Linked DNA regions of Mus musculus: regions 1 and 3 are each linked to region 2. Evidence: chromatin contacts called from public HiChIP or PLAC-seq and promoter capture Hi-C data. All regions are on one chromosome and are shown on one strand. Each heading gives the region's core, a stretch centred on a gene start, on an enhancer-like site or on the middle of the called end of the contact. The rest is flanking DNA. Distances are from core to core; before and after follow the strand shown.

Region 1 (4,498 bases), core at 1,136-3,635, 380 kb before region 2:
CATTGGGTAATTTTTATTGATCCACAAAACAGGGAGTATGTTTCTCCAAGAACAAACATTGTCCAAGAAAACATACAAACTCCCCCTTGTTCAACAAAAAGATCAATAGGAATCTGTTTAGGAAATTAAAATATTAAAAGACATTGATTTTTTCTGGCTTTCTCAAATGGACTTCTTGCATTTCTAATTCCACCACATTTAGACAGCATTTCCTCATTCTCTAGAGGACTTCTCTGAAGCCACAGAAATTAGAGGTGATTTTTCCCGGGTGTTGTAGGGCCCACTGGCTTCAGGGTGAACCCTAGTCTCCACTCCCACCCCTCAAAAGAACTGACCTGAATTCCCTAAAATCCATCTGTTGTTTTTCATCTCCCATTTTTAAGCAATTAAAATTAAGCTCCCCTAAATTTCATGTTGGGAATTTTCTTAAACCCAACAGCAACAACAAACCACCTAACTTCTACAAATTAGTCTAGGATTTTGTGGGTTCCCCAAGCTTTCTAACCAAGATATTGGGTTCCCCTCGTTAGGCCTGGATCAAGATGCCCCCCATTTTTGCATAGAATAATTTTCCTCATTCCCCAACTTGGATTCTAATTTTTCTGGAATCTCAAATTTAGTCATTCGCCACAGTTTTCCCATTTATGGAGTCGCCTTCGAGTCCCCCTACTTTGGGCCGCTCATTCCCAGGACCGCAAATCAGACAAGGGTCTGACTTGGGATCCCCGAAATTTGATCATTGTTTCCGCTGGCCACTTTCGGCAGCTTCCCGTCCTGCGCATAACAGTGGTATCGGCCTCGTCACTTCTCCTACGGTGTCCCAGCGGCAGCACAGATTTTGGAAAAGTGTGTGTGCCCCAAACACGCACTGGACACTGCGCGGCGGCCAGGACGTGGGCAGTGTTGCTCCCGTGTCCAGGAAAACGACTGGGCATTGCCCCCAGTTTCCCCCAAATTTGGGCATTGTCCCCGGGTCTTCCAACGGACTGGGCGTTGCCCCGGTTCACTGGGGACTGCCCTTGGGGTCTCGCTCACCTTCAGCAGCGTCCACTTCAGCAGCTCCCACTTCATCCGCTCTCCCGCCCTTCTCCTCCGATCCTCCTGCGCCAGCGGACCCGACCTTCGGCCTTGTGGTGAGCTCCCCGTGGCGCGCTCCCTCGTGCCCCAGCTCTTCCACTGCGGGGCACCGGCTACCTCGCAGTTTGTCCTCAGGGCTGCTGCGGAGTAGCGCGGGAGCGGGCTGCTGGCTTCTCCCTCGGCGGCAGCGCTCCTTTGGGCTGGGCGCTCCGAAACGCGCGCCACTTTGTGTGCACTCTGCAAACAACGCGGTGGTAGGGAAAGCGCCTGGGCGGCCAGGAAGCGGGAAGGGCAGAGCGCTCGGGCGGCTTGGAGCCTCCAACCCTACAGGTCGAGGGCTTGGGGAAGCGAGTGTAGAGCGCGGGCGCGGTGATTGATGGTCGGGCCGGGAGGTTAGCCCCGGGTGCACTGGTTTCCGCCAGTAGTGGCCCTTTAGAGGCCTAGAGGTGCGGAGGTCGGGAGAGGGAAACAAGGTGCACCGGTTTAGAAGTGATTTTGACTTGGTAAAAATCACAATGGCTTCTTATATCTGAAACCACCCGGGGAGAGTTTCTTAATAGCCCGGAATTATCGCATTGGCCCCTGGGGCCGAACCTGCAACTAAGCAAATTCAAAGTGCTGAGGACAGGGAACTGTTATCTGCTCATACTGGGTGGGGTCCCAAAGGCGCGCCGCTTAGAAGCACTTCAGTGAGCTCTGGTTTACAGGTCTGGTTTGAGCTACGTTTCCCGCCCTGCTTCTTTTTCTGCTGAAGGGCGCAGACATTGTGCGGGGGCTCCACGCGGGGCCCAGATTTGGCGTGGCCAAGCCAGCCTTCCCTTCATGGTGCACCTGGTGGCCCCCCAAAGGCTGCTAGGAGATCCCAGGCAAAGCAGAGGTTAGGGGCGCTTAGTAAGATCTATCTGGCTGCTATTCGAGGTGCCTCACAGCCCGCCCTGCCTGCTCAGGCAGGTGGAGGCTGCGCGCTCCCCCCCCCCCCCCCAGCCGATCCAGGGGACTGTCCCCTGCTTAGCAAGTAGGTCCCTGTGAGAACCCTCTACCCAGCTACCTGCGCCTTAACTCAGTCGGCCGGGATGCGCCTACCTTGTAACCCTCTAACTGAGCACAGGTCCTGCCACTACCACTGAGGCCTAGGGTGCCACGCACGTTGGTTCGCACCACGCGCCCATGTTGCACAAGCACAGGGCACCCCGGAAACATGACATGGGACCTCGATTTTTAGGGATAGACACCCAGGATTTAGTGGGCCTGTTGGGGCGCACAGCCCCCCCCCATCTTTGCCACCAGGCACTCCACTCCCCCCCCCCACCGGCAACCCCCGTGCCCAGGGCCCCCGACCCGCATTCCCCGCGTGGCTCGAGTTGCGGGGGCGGTCCCGGGGCGGGGCGAGGGCCCTGCGGACGCCCATTGGCGCGGGCGTAAGGCCAGCGGGGCCCGAGCGGGCGCCGAGCCGCGGGGTGGCGCGGCTATAAGAACCGGGCGTTGGCGCCCGGAGTTCGCCTGCTCTCCGGCGGAGCTGCGTGAGGCCAGGCCGGCCCCCGGCCCCCCCTTCCGGCCGCCCCCGCCTCCTGGCCCACGCCCGCCCGCGCTCGGCCCGCCAGCGCCTCCATCCGGGCTGGCGGCCCCGCGTCGACGCCGTCCGCCACCTCGCTGCTGCTAACTCCTGTGCAGGGCGCCGTCGGCGGGGCCGCGCTCCGTCGGGCCTGCGGATCTCCCCACCGCCTCCTCCTCTATCTACCTCAACACCCCATTCCTGCTTCGCCAGAGGAGGCGGTCCCCACCGCAGGCAGTCCGGCTTGCAGGTCGCCGGCGTTGTCATCCCCCGCGCTTCCCCTCCCAGCCCTCCCCGGTGCGCAGCCCGGCTGCTCCCCTCTTTTCGCTGCAGTCCCGAGCAGCTGAGGCGCCGCCACGCCTGTCCCCCCCACAAGAAGCCCGGGCTTACGACGGCTGAGGGCTCCGTCGACCCTAACCGAGCTGGGTGCCCGTGGCCGGGGTGACGCCTCCATTCCTCCCCCCTCAACACCGTCCTCGGTCCTTCGAAGTTGCATCCTCTCCTCTGCTTAGGGTGCGCCCCCCCTCGCGCACCCGCTTACCCGCCACCTTTCCTAAGCTCCCCTCCTGCCCCCTCCCCGTTCCTCCTCGCCTCAGACTCCCTCCCCCTCACGTCCGCCCTCTGCCTTCGCCTACCCAAGTGGATTAATTATACGCTTTCTGTTTCTCTCCGTGCTGTCCTCTCCCGCTGTGAGCCTACCCGCCTCTCGCTGTCCTCTCTCCCTCTCTCCCTCTCTGTGGTCCCCCCCTTTCACGTTCACTCTGTCTCTCTCACTATCTCTGCCCCCCAACTATCCTTGATACAACAGCTGACCTCATTTCCCGATACCTTTTCCCCCCCGAAAGTACAATATCTGGCCCGCCCCAGCCCTAAGATACCCTAAAGAAGCAGAAGAGACGCCCCCCTCCCCACCAAAAAAGCCATCTCCCCGTTCTGTCCCGTCGCACATTCGGCCTCTGCGACTCGGGCAGAGCGGCGCTGGCAGAGGAGTGCCCGGCAGAAGGGCCTTCGCCCGCTGTTCGGTTTGCATACCCGCAGCAGGGAGATGGGCGGCAGCGTCGCCGGCTTCCAGGTAAGGGCTCTCAGGGGCCCTGGGAGTGGGGGGTGCGCAGAGCCCGGCTTGGGCATGGCGGGACTGGTGCGGTGGGTGGGGGGCTGGGGGCTCGTTCCCTAAGCAAACTTTTGTTCCCCCTTGCGCCATGGAGTGGGGGAAGGGGCGGGGGTATGGGGGCTGTTGGGGAGGGGGTGTGTAAGTTGAACTCACAGGAGACTTCCTGGTGCTTTACTGTGTGTTGGGGAAGGGGGGGATGGATGAGCTGCATAAAATGTACGATTCGTGCTGTGCAGGCCCTGTACACCCCCCCCCAAGGGTGCTGAGTGATGAGGAGGGGGGCAGAGTCTCCGAAGCCCACCCTGGTATGTTGACTTTGTGCCAATGAGACAGGAAGGAAAAGTGGGTGGGCGGGGCCAAGAGCCCCCCAAAATTGGTAAAAGAGTCAAGCCAGACCCCACAGTTAGCTTTTCCCCCCACCCACACACCCCAACTCTGTCCCCAACATTCCCAACCTGGAATGTTGGGGGGAGAGGGGACGGTTTCGGGCTCAGAAGGGCAGAAATGTTACAGTTCAAAGAGAAATAACTGCCCCTGCCTTTTACTGGGTGTAACTTTCCATAGGAGGATGTGGGAAGGAGCCCCCTCCCTCCCCCCATTGGTCTGTGCAGAAAGGGCTGGGGGCGCACGATGAGGCCCCCCTCCCACTGGTGGTGCTTTGCTAAGGAATGGTCCAAGGCTAGCTCTTGGGGGTGCAGGAGAAAAGGGACTGGCTGGAAGGAGGGAGGGGGCGGGTGCAAAGGGGGCGGGGGGAGTGG
Region 2 (4,557 bases), core at 1,087-3,586:
AGCGGAAGCACGCCCTAATATTAGAAAATAAGTATTGGGTGGAGGAGGCCCATAGACCCCCTGAGAAGGATGTGAACGCCATCCTCTCACGGGGGGCGTGGGGGGGGGGTGTTAAAACTGAGTCCAAAAACAAGTCCAATCCTGCGCTACCTGTAGTGGCTCGGGAGAGACCAGTGGCTGTTTTGTCTGCCGGCTGTTCCCTGTGGCTGGAAGAAATGGGGTGGTTTTGGGGAATCTGGGATGTCCCCCATACCTGTTTCCCTAAAAGGGAGGCAGGAGATTCCCAGAAGCATCTGTTGGGGATCGGCAGGTGCTTGCCCAATGTTTGCCTTTTTTGCAGCGTGGACAAAGAAAATTGGGCCGTGTAGGCCGAGAAGAATAGTCAGTAGGTGGTGCTGGAGCACCGTTAAGGGAAAGCGCAGTGGGACACTGTCGTGCGAAGTGTCCAGGCTGACCACATTTAAAACAGCTTTTCTGCCGGCTGGCTTGCTGAAGAGCCGCGCCTAATGCCATAACAGGCTGAAGAGCTGCACCCATTGCAAGACTGACTGTCTGGGACATTTTGTGAGTGAACATATCTACATCACGGCAAAGATGAATCATCTCATTAAGATCCTTGTTTCTAATCTTACCGCGCAAGACAGCTTTGCATGCCGAATTAGCATTTTCATAAGCCAATTGTTTAACAAGTTTATTGTCTGCATGACCCAGGGTCCTCTCTGCAGTCTCAAGCAAACGACTCACAAAATCACTATAGTCTTCCTGGGCTCCTTGAATGACTTTGGTTAGAGGCGTAATAACTGAACCTTTCATAGGAATACCGCGCCAAGCTCCCAGGGCTGCATTAGCAGTCTGAGCCAAAAGACCCACAGAGAAGTGTTTTTGCCTGGCTTCTGTCGCGTATTTACCTTGACCAGAAAGCTTTTCAAAGGTCCAGCCAGCAGATGGCGCCCGAGGATTTTTCTGATTAGCCACTGCAATTGTCTGGCACCGATCGAGGAAATCGGCTTTCCATGAGAGAAATTGCCCGCGTGTTAACACAGTTTGGATTACTTTGATCCACTCACTAGGGAGCATATGTTCGCCTCCCGGAAGAGCTTCTAGGAGCGAAAGCGTGTAGGGGGCAGATGGGCCATAAGTTCTAACCGCAGAGTTAAGCTCTTTTAAGAGCTTAAAACGTAGTCTGCGGAATTCTGTTTGTTGGACAGGAGCAGAAATTTGTTCCTCTGGCTCACGTTCTACTTCGTTTTCACACTCATAATCTTCTCCGCCCTCGCTGTTAGTGTCCGAGGAGAGGTCGGCCTGGGGCCTTTCTAAAGGCCCAATTTCTGCAGAAGCAGATTCGGCACGGGTGGCTGGGGGCTGTGTCTCCGCCGTAGAAGTGGGCGGGTCGTAGCTAGCAGCTCTCGTGGAGCGAGTAATTACGGGGGAAGCCAATGTTTTAGTTTTTACCGCTCGCGGAGCTTTCTTTTTTACGCCGCCCGAGGCTGAGGCTGGGGGAGGGGCAAGGATAGTCTCTTTTAAAGAATTTTGGAGTGAAGCGAGCTCTGTGGAAAGGCGGGCGTACTGTTGCTGGAGCTCTAAAACTTCTTGTAATCCTGCTACCTGAGACGCGAGCTTGTCTTTAGCATCAATGAGAGTAGGGACCGGCAGCGCCTGGGGCCACGGCTCGGGAGCGCAGATTGGTGGCAGGTAGGACGAGGCATTGCAGGGAGGAGCTGAAGCGCCCGGCAATCGCTCGGGCTTACGGGGACGGACTATCTCTTCCTCTAAAGTGTCTGTGTCCCCAGAAATTAAAGGGCTTTCAGCCAAAGATTTTTTAAATTCTAGATTGATCAGTGGCGGGTCAGCAGGCAATGCGCTTACCGGGATATGGGGGTAGAGAGCAGTCTGCAGGACTTCGGGCCTGTCTGCAGCTATTGGAGGCTTTTTAGTAGGGAGGGAGCTCTCTGAAGCTTCCAGAGACAGGGGACAGAGGCAATATTCTGCCACTGACAAAGGCTGCTGTTTCTCTGGATCATCAACTGCACTTTGTATTAAATCACGGATTAGACTCCAATAAGTAAATATATTTGCAGGAATAGCATCGGGGTCCTGCTTTGCCAAAATTTCACTTAATTCTCTTCCTACTCTTATCCATTTCTTACAATGTATCTCTGCGCCATCTATAATAAACCATGGACCTGCCTGGTCTATGAAAATAAAAAAGTTTATCAAATCTTTCTTTTTAACTCTAACTCCTCTTTCCCTGAGAGCCACCTTTAAGCCTTTTATAAAGGCTGCCTCTTTAGAAAGCTTAGTTCCCATTTCTCAGTGGAGATGAATCACTTACCAAGGATTTCTCTCTCCGGTGAGCTGCTGAAGCAGTCCTTCACTTCTTTTTTCTTGGGGTCCCTACGAACTTCTCTGGGGGAGTCAAACTCCGTAATCTCCACCTAAGGCAAAACGCTCCGAACCTCAGTTAGGCGCCACTTGTCCCACCCAGCAGGACCCAGTTCTTCCTGGGTGCAAGGGGGACCACAAACCTGAAGAGAAATGCGAGGAAAGGAAGGAGACGCAGAGACAAAGAAGGGTTCCTATCAAGGTCTCAGTTTATTAGGCTGAAATGCCAGGTTTTAAGGGGAATAGGGAGGGGTTGAGGGGGATCAACTAAGAACAAAGAAGTGGGCATCTGGGGACATGAAGGCCTAATTCAAACTGCAGGCGGCCAGGCACTCTTATCTCTGGAATGTAGAATCCTCCTTAACAGCCTTGGGTGTCAGGCTGGGCTCAGCTTGTAACTCATGTCCTTTGAAGTCTTGGGAGTCAGGAAGAGATAAGGAAGAGGGGACTATAATTCAGCTTTTTACAGCCTCAGGTGCCAGGAAGGAAACAGGGAGGAGGGGGTGAAGACCAGCTCCTTAGCACAAGGCCATTTGGCTTGTTAGGGTGGAAAACTTTGAAAGGCCTACTTTCTTATGGTATGGTCTCCAACATTTAGGGTGCCCATCTATGTCCTCATACAAATAAACAAAACAAAATAAAACAGGACCCCTGCTAGTCATCCTACACCCAAGTCTCTCACTAACATGCAACCAAATTAGGTGTTTATAGTACACACTAAAAATCAAGCTTGCCCTGCAAGATTGAGTACATAATAAGGTCAAAAATAAGCAGGATAGGAAATAAAGAGATGAACCCACATACGAATGTGTTCACCAAAAGACAAAGCAGAGCAGCAGAAAGATGAGACCAGCTGCTGGGTAAGACTGTGCCCTCCTGATTACTCAGCTAAAAAGGAAGGGGAGGGAGTGATGTCCCCTGCAGGAGGATTGTTAAGATGTGCTCTGCATTCATTCAGGGTGCCACAGGGTGCTGAGGACCAGATTTGCAAAGTTGTAAATTACTCCATGTCACCTTTGCTGCTCTGAGCCCCAAGGACTCTCTTATGAAGGAAGGGTCCTTCTTCCTCATATGAACTTCCCAGCTAAGCTCACCAATGGCCAAGAAAGGCTGATGCTCTCAAAAAACTCAATTTATTTCTCTGCTGTACCCTGTAGAGTCAAAATAGCTAATACTGGTTGACTGGGAAGATGAGAAACTTTGTCAGGCAAAGTAATACTGCCCCAGGGTGGATCCCTATACTTCGCTCCAACCCAGGTCACCTAGCTGTGAGCATATCTTGACTGTCTACTCAAATCCTCAGTGAAATACTTAGGATCTGGAGGTTGGGCCCTGGAGCTCTAAAAATCAAGGTTCAACCACCCTTCCTCCACAGCACAGTTACACAGACTAGTAATAACAAAACACAGAGAAGAGACACTTAGTAGAGGTGGCCACATTGAAAGGGGAACAGAGAGGGCCACTCTCTGGCATCCCTACTTGATATTCAGATTTAAATGGAGAGGAGGTGTCCATAGCTAAGCAGTCCTGGTCAAAGTATGGTCATGCCCATTACCAACCCATCATTCTCATGGCTCTCATAAGGTGGAATCTTCCCCAGGAATGAATCCCCTCCCATCCTTTACCTGCCCATGGGTCCATACAACTCACTGGAATACAGTAGAAGAACCTGGGAATTCAGAACCTCCCTCTAGATTTAGATCTGTGCTGTGACCTTGTAACTCTGGCTGACCTGTAACTCTCTATAAAGACCCAGCTAGCTTAGAACTCACAGAGATCTGTCTGCCTCTGGCTCCCAGATGCTGGGATGAAAGACATACATGTCCACACTCTAGTTTGTTGAAAAACACTACACTTACACAGGATGATATTTTCTAAGAAAGGAAAGTCATGTTGGGAAGAAAGGATGGGGCAATTCCCTCAAATCCCGCTTGTGAATACCAAGGTCTGGCATAGCCCAGGAGAAGAAGATGACCAAGTGACCTGTGAGTCACAGGTTTCAGGTCAGAGGAGGAAGCCACCAATGTTACAGCCTGATGAGAGTGAGTGCTGAGGTGGGCAAGTGGAGCCTGAAACCCAGGAGGCAGGCACACAAACAGCAGGAAGTGCTAGTGATGGGATGGGATGGGAACAAGGTTTGCCCATGTCTCTTTACAGCTCAAAGGAAGGGGGCTG
Region 3 (4,687 bases), core at 969-3,468, 290 kb before region 2:
ACGCTGTGCAGATTTGGCTATAGCTAAATGGACAGACGATGCCGCGTGGTGGCAGTACAATACTACATATTGCTCGGCAGACGCGGCATAGGTTGGGGTCCGCTGTGACAAAGCTTTGAGTACCCCAGGTTCAACAAAGGGATCAGGCATTTGTGCACTTACGGAATGGTCCCCTTCTGCCTTGGGACTCCTCAAGCTAGCCAGATCTGTTCAATCCAAACTCAATACAGAATCGGTTATAGGCGGGAGACATAGAAACTGCCGCGTGCGTGCGTCCACCGAAACCCCATAGCCATAAAAGCAGAGGCTGGGGTTCAACCATTGCAATGTCCCAGGTAACCTAGGAACTGTAGCAAGAAGTTGCAAAGCTGAGATTAGAGACTAGGAGAAGTCAGGGATCCGCTTAGTTTGAAGTGAAGCAGGAGGGTGGGTAGCAAGAGGGAGCATAGCGGGTGTGGCATGGTGGGGTTGTATAGCGTGGGTTATAGCGAGGGGGTATAATGGGGAGGTATAGTGGAAGTATAGTGGGAGGTATAGTAGGGGTATAGCGGGGGATATAGAGGGAGTTATAGTGGGGGTATAGCGGGGGCATAGCGGGGGCATAATGGGGGACATAGTGGGGGGCATGGCAGGAGGGGCATAGTGGGGGTATAATGGGGGTGTAGTGGGGCGGTATAGTGTGGGTATAGTGGGGGACATAGCGGGGGTATAGTGGGGGTATAGCAGGGAGGGTATAGTGGGGGTATAGCAGAGAGTATGGGGGCCATAGGGGAAGTATGGTGGGGGGTATGGCAAGGGGTATGGTGGGGAGGATGACAGGGGGGATATAGCAGGGGTGTAGTGGGGAGGATATAGTGGGAAGTATAGGGGAGTATAGCAAGGGTGATGTGGGGGGTGATGGGAGACAGAGACCAACTGCCACCACACCAGTGAATAGCTTACATGTGATGGCCAACCCTCGGCCTTTAGTCTGCTGATGCTGCCAGGGTTCTTGAGGCTCATTAGAAGATGGGGTCATTCTTTTCCATCTTATATACCGATCTCTGAAAAGGATCATTTGTTTAAGAGCGCAGAGATAGCCACAACCACCACAAGGTGACAGCACAGACACACATTACAGCGCCAAGATAATAGAGGCTGGGGTCTATTTATGACCAAATTGGAGGTGTCCGTCAGTATCATAACTTAGGGTCCACCCACAGCAATGACCAGGGCTTTTCACAGAGTAAAAATGAAGGATCACTAGGAGCCAGAAATGAGTACTCAGCTGACATGCAGCCACTAGGCTGAGGATCTGCCAAGGTGCTATTGCACCTCACATAGGTGAGAACCACTGCTGAGTGGTCATGACTGGTCAGCCCTTGAGTCCTCCTCCCATCTGGAGCTCCGGTCACTTCCATCTAGAGCTGCTCTACTCTCTGGTGCCCTGATTTGTGGATGCTGACTCTGTGGATTTCAGCTGCATAACTTTCAACAGAAGCTAAGAGCAATGGTATACGCACGCACGTGGCTGGAGGGACAGGGCATCTCTCCTGTCCCCATTCTATCACTGATAGTAGTACTTCAGTAGGATAGGGAGACCATACTGTGCCTCCGGTTGACTGGGGTGACCAAGACCAGACTGTAAGATAACTAATAAAACTCATCGCAAGAGAGTCCTGACAAACGTGACGACTCACCCAGAAAAGGGACGGTGAGGAGTGCCCAAATTAGCTACTACCTTGTTGAAACCACTGCGGCCAGATAAGGTCAGTCAAGCAGACTAGGACAAAGGCTGGGGGTTAGCCACTCGTAGGCTGTTCATACTCCGTGGGATAGTATGAGACCCATGCCCTCAAATTCCCATTGTGGTCATTATACAAACTGAGTAAAGGGCAGCTTCAGTGTGGCAGGGTGCCTGGGGCACCACCGTTCTATGAAGGGCTTCAGCAGGCTACGGGGCTATATGTTCTCGACATCAAGGGAGATATCTGGGGACAATGCCAGGCCCTGTCTAAGGGATTCCAAAGTGGGAGTTGTGGTGAGGCTGTCTTTGGAGAATTTCAGGACGGGTGCGGGTGTGGGGTGAGGCGAACGTGCGCTGGAACGATACAGGGTGGAGGTGGGCCCTGCGGGGGCCCCGGCGGGGCCATGTACTGATTGGTTGACAGAGTAGGGGCGGGAATTCTGGGCGGAGCCACTCCAGTTAGAAAAAGCCCGGGCTAGAGGGCCCGAAGCACCGGGTGTGGGAGGGGGGTGGGGGGTGGGGGTGGGGGGTATCGGGGAAACTGGGGAAGATGGGAGAGCTGGAGGAGAGTCGTGGGGTCCGAGGAGCACCTCGGCATCTGGAGTCTGGCAGGAATGTTGAAGGACTGAGGGGCTAGCTCAGGCAGAGCAAAGGCATCGCAAAGGCTGGAAAACATCGGAGTGAAGCTGAAGGGCCTGAGCTAGGGTTGGAGAGGAATGGGGAGCCAGACATTCATCCCGGTTACTTTTGGTTACAGGACGTGGCGGCTGGTCGGATAAAGGGGAGCTGCTGGGAAGGGTTCGACCCCAGACCTGGGCAGTGAAGGTATAGCTGGCAGCAGTGGGCAGGTGAGGACCGCCGTCTGCTGGGCAGGTGAGTCTCCTTCTTCTCTCTTGGCCTCGCTCCACTGACCTTCTAAACGAAGGTTTAGAGAGGGGGCCTGGTGAGAAGAAGCGGCTGGCCTCGCAGCAGAATGGCACATAGAAAGGCAGGATAGTTAGCAAAGGAGACATCGTCTCGGGGGGAGCCGAGACAGAAGGAGGCTGGGGGACCATTGGCGACCCCAGGTGGAAAGAGCTCTTAGAGAGAAGAAAGAAGAGGTGCAGGGTTGCCAGTAAAGACTGAGGCCGCTGCCTCCAGGGAGGTGATAGGAGTCCTTGGAGACAGTGGCAGAGACCATGGGATCCAGCAAGAACAGAAGCATTCTAGGCTGGGGTCAAACAGGGCAAGATGGGGTCACAAGACACAGATGGGTCCCCAGCCGCCACAACATCCCACCCACCGTAATTCACTTAGAAGAAGGTTCAAGAGTGGCTCTGGCAAAGTCCCAAGTTTGCCAGAGCCTCAATAACTGGAGAATGGAAAAGAAGGGCAGTGCAGGGTGTCACCAGAAGGGGAGTGGGGGCTGCAGGTATCGGACTCCAGAGGGATTTTACAGCAAGGAGGCTGCAGTGGGTCCAGCCTGCAGACACACCATTCCCATGAGGCACTGCGGCCCAGGGACTGGTGCGGAAAGGGCCCACAGTGGACTTGGTACACTGTATGCCCTAACCGCTCAGTCCCTGGGTCTGGCATGACAGACAGAACATTTCCAGGGGAGTCAAGGGCACAGGATGAAGCCAGACGAGGCGAGGCAGGCGGGGCAGAATGAATGAGTTTCTAGGGAGGGAGGTTGGGTGCAGGTAGAGCGAGTAGCTGGGGTGGTGAGCCAGGGAGGCACTGGCCTCCAGAGTCCGTGGCCAAGGAGGGCCTTGCGGGCGGCGACGGAGCAGTGATCGGTGTCTCGAAGAGCTCGGACTGGAGACTAGGGTAAGTGTCTGTCCCGCTCGTGGTCACCCAGTCTCCTCCCACGCAAGTTCAATTAACTCATGTCTTCATTTCTCCCTATAGCCAGGTCTCCAGCAGAGGTGGATGTGCCTGCCAGTCACTGAAGGCGAGGATGACAGGTGTGGTCAATGTGACAGAAAGACATGACATGGTCCGGTGTGATGGAGAGGACAGAAGGGCAGTCATCCAGCCTTCTTGGTGAGCATACTCCCTGCCACAGGGCTAGTCCGCTCAACCACCTAATTGTCCACCCACTCACTCAGGATTCTGTCCTTTGCAGAACACCATGGGCTGGCGCCTTGTCGTAGAAGCCGTCTGTTCTTTCACTTTTCCCAAAGAGCTAACACTTCTCTGCTGCTCTCTGGATCCTCCTCCCCCTACCTTGAACCCTCAAGATGAAAGGTGAGTTCTCTTCTGCCCCATGTGGGTGGGAGAGGGTGGGATGCCAAGGACAGGGGTCTCATTCTCTCCCACCCATAGAAATGGTGCTACCCAGCTCATGTCTGGGCCTTTGAATCCGGGGACTTCTTTAAGTCCGTCTCGTTCTGAATCAAGAAGATGCTGCAATCAGAACCACTACACTACCTGCCTCAGGAATCTGCTCCAAGGTGAGCTGGGGCACCCTTTGGAAGCTTGCCAAGCCCACTCCCCACCCCACCCCCCGCCCCACCTCATTTGTCTTTATTCTCTTTGCAGGTGAAGCTGAAAGAACAGATGGTGTCAACATTTTGAAAGAGCAGACTCATAGCACCCACCCACCCCTGAGAATCCATCTTCATGGCCAACTCTGCCTGACCCGGGAGACCACCACCCACATCATCCTGGAGCCAAGCCTCTACCCCGGGATGACTTCATCATCTCCCTCCTGTCTTTTTCTTCTTCCTCCTTTCCTGTAATTCTGTTTCTTTCCTTTTGTTCCTTCCTTGCTTGAGAGACTCAAAGCACCCGTGACTCTGTTTCCCCATTTACCCCCTTTTGAATTTGCACTAAGTCGATTGCACTGGTTTGGAGTCCCGGAGATAGCTTTGAGTCTCTCCGTATGAATGTATACAGCGAGTGTGTAAACCTCTTTGGCAATGCTGCCCCAGTACCCACCTGTCGTCCATCTCCGTCTGAGGGCAACTGGGTGTGGCC

What was found. Promoter capture Hi-C pulls out the DNA fragments that hold promoters and counts their contacts. HiChIP or PLAC-seq counts read pairs in DNA pulled down with a chosen protein or histone mark.
Region 1: a promoter capture Hi-C map of embryonic stem cells shows a contact between it and region 2, with 10 times the contacts expected there. The contact joins the promoter of Igf2os here to the promoter of B130016D09Rik in region 2. A contact is called at or near these places in 24 of 39 promoter capture datasets (the 3T3-L1 cell line, 3T3-L1-derived adipocytes, the C10 cell line and 13 more), 2 of 15 datasets of contacts at CTCF or cohesin (pro-B cells and stem cell-derived epiblast-like cells), 6 of 484 Hi-C or Micro-C datasets (cerebral cortex and embryonic stem cells), 13 of 115 datasets of contacts at active chromatin or transcription factors (bone marrow-derived macrophages, embryonic basal ganglia, embryonic forebrain and 6 more) and 4 of 9 other capture datasets (adipose tissue, embryonic stem cells, liver and 1 more).
Region 3: a contact with region 2 is called in an H3K4me3 HiChIP or PLAC-seq map of embryonic stem cells, with 19 read pairs. The contact joins the promoter of H19 here to the promoter of B130016D09Rik in region 2. A contact is called at or near these places in 9 of 39 promoter capture datasets (3T3-L1-derived adipocytes, the C10 cell line, the HPC-7 cell line and 5 more), 2 of 15 datasets of contacts at CTCF or cohesin (CD8 T cells and pro-B cells), 2 of 484 Hi-C or Micro-C datasets (embryonic fibroblasts and embryonic stem cells), 9 of 115 datasets of contacts at active chromatin or transcription factors (bone marrow-derived macrophages, craniofacial prominence, embryonic basal ganglia and 5 more) and 4 of 9 other capture datasets (adipose tissue, embryonic stem cells, liver and 1 more).

The regions. Positions count from the first base shown.
Region 1 is chr7:142,657,567-142,662,064 of GRCm38.p6, reverse strand. Igf2os (insulin-like growth factor 2, opposite strand) reads right to left here and starts at 2,385. Exons shown (of 4, transcript NR_002855.3): 1 at 1,036-2,385. It also overlaps a transcript of Igf2 not described here.
Region 2 is chr7:142,281,242-142,285,798 of GRCm38.p6, reverse strand. It overlaps B130016D09Rik (a long non-coding RNA gene), which reads right to left and starts at 2,336. Exons shown (of 1, transcript XR_003946899.1): 1 at 1-2,336. It overlaps Gm45889 (a long non-coding RNA gene), which reads right to left and starts at 2,585. Exons shown (of 2, transcript XR_870059.2): 1 at 2,333-2,585.
Region 3 is chr7:142,575,677-142,580,363 of GRCm38.p6, reverse strand. It overlaps H19 (H19, imprinted maternally expressed transcript), which reads left to right and starts at 2,218. Exons shown (of 5, transcript NR_130974.1): 1 at 2,218-3,535; 2 at 3,621-3,751; 3 at 3,834-3,955; 4 at 4,034-4,161; 5 at 4,250-4,687. Mir675 (microRNA 675) reads left to right here and starts at 3,217; the gene lies at 3,217-3,300.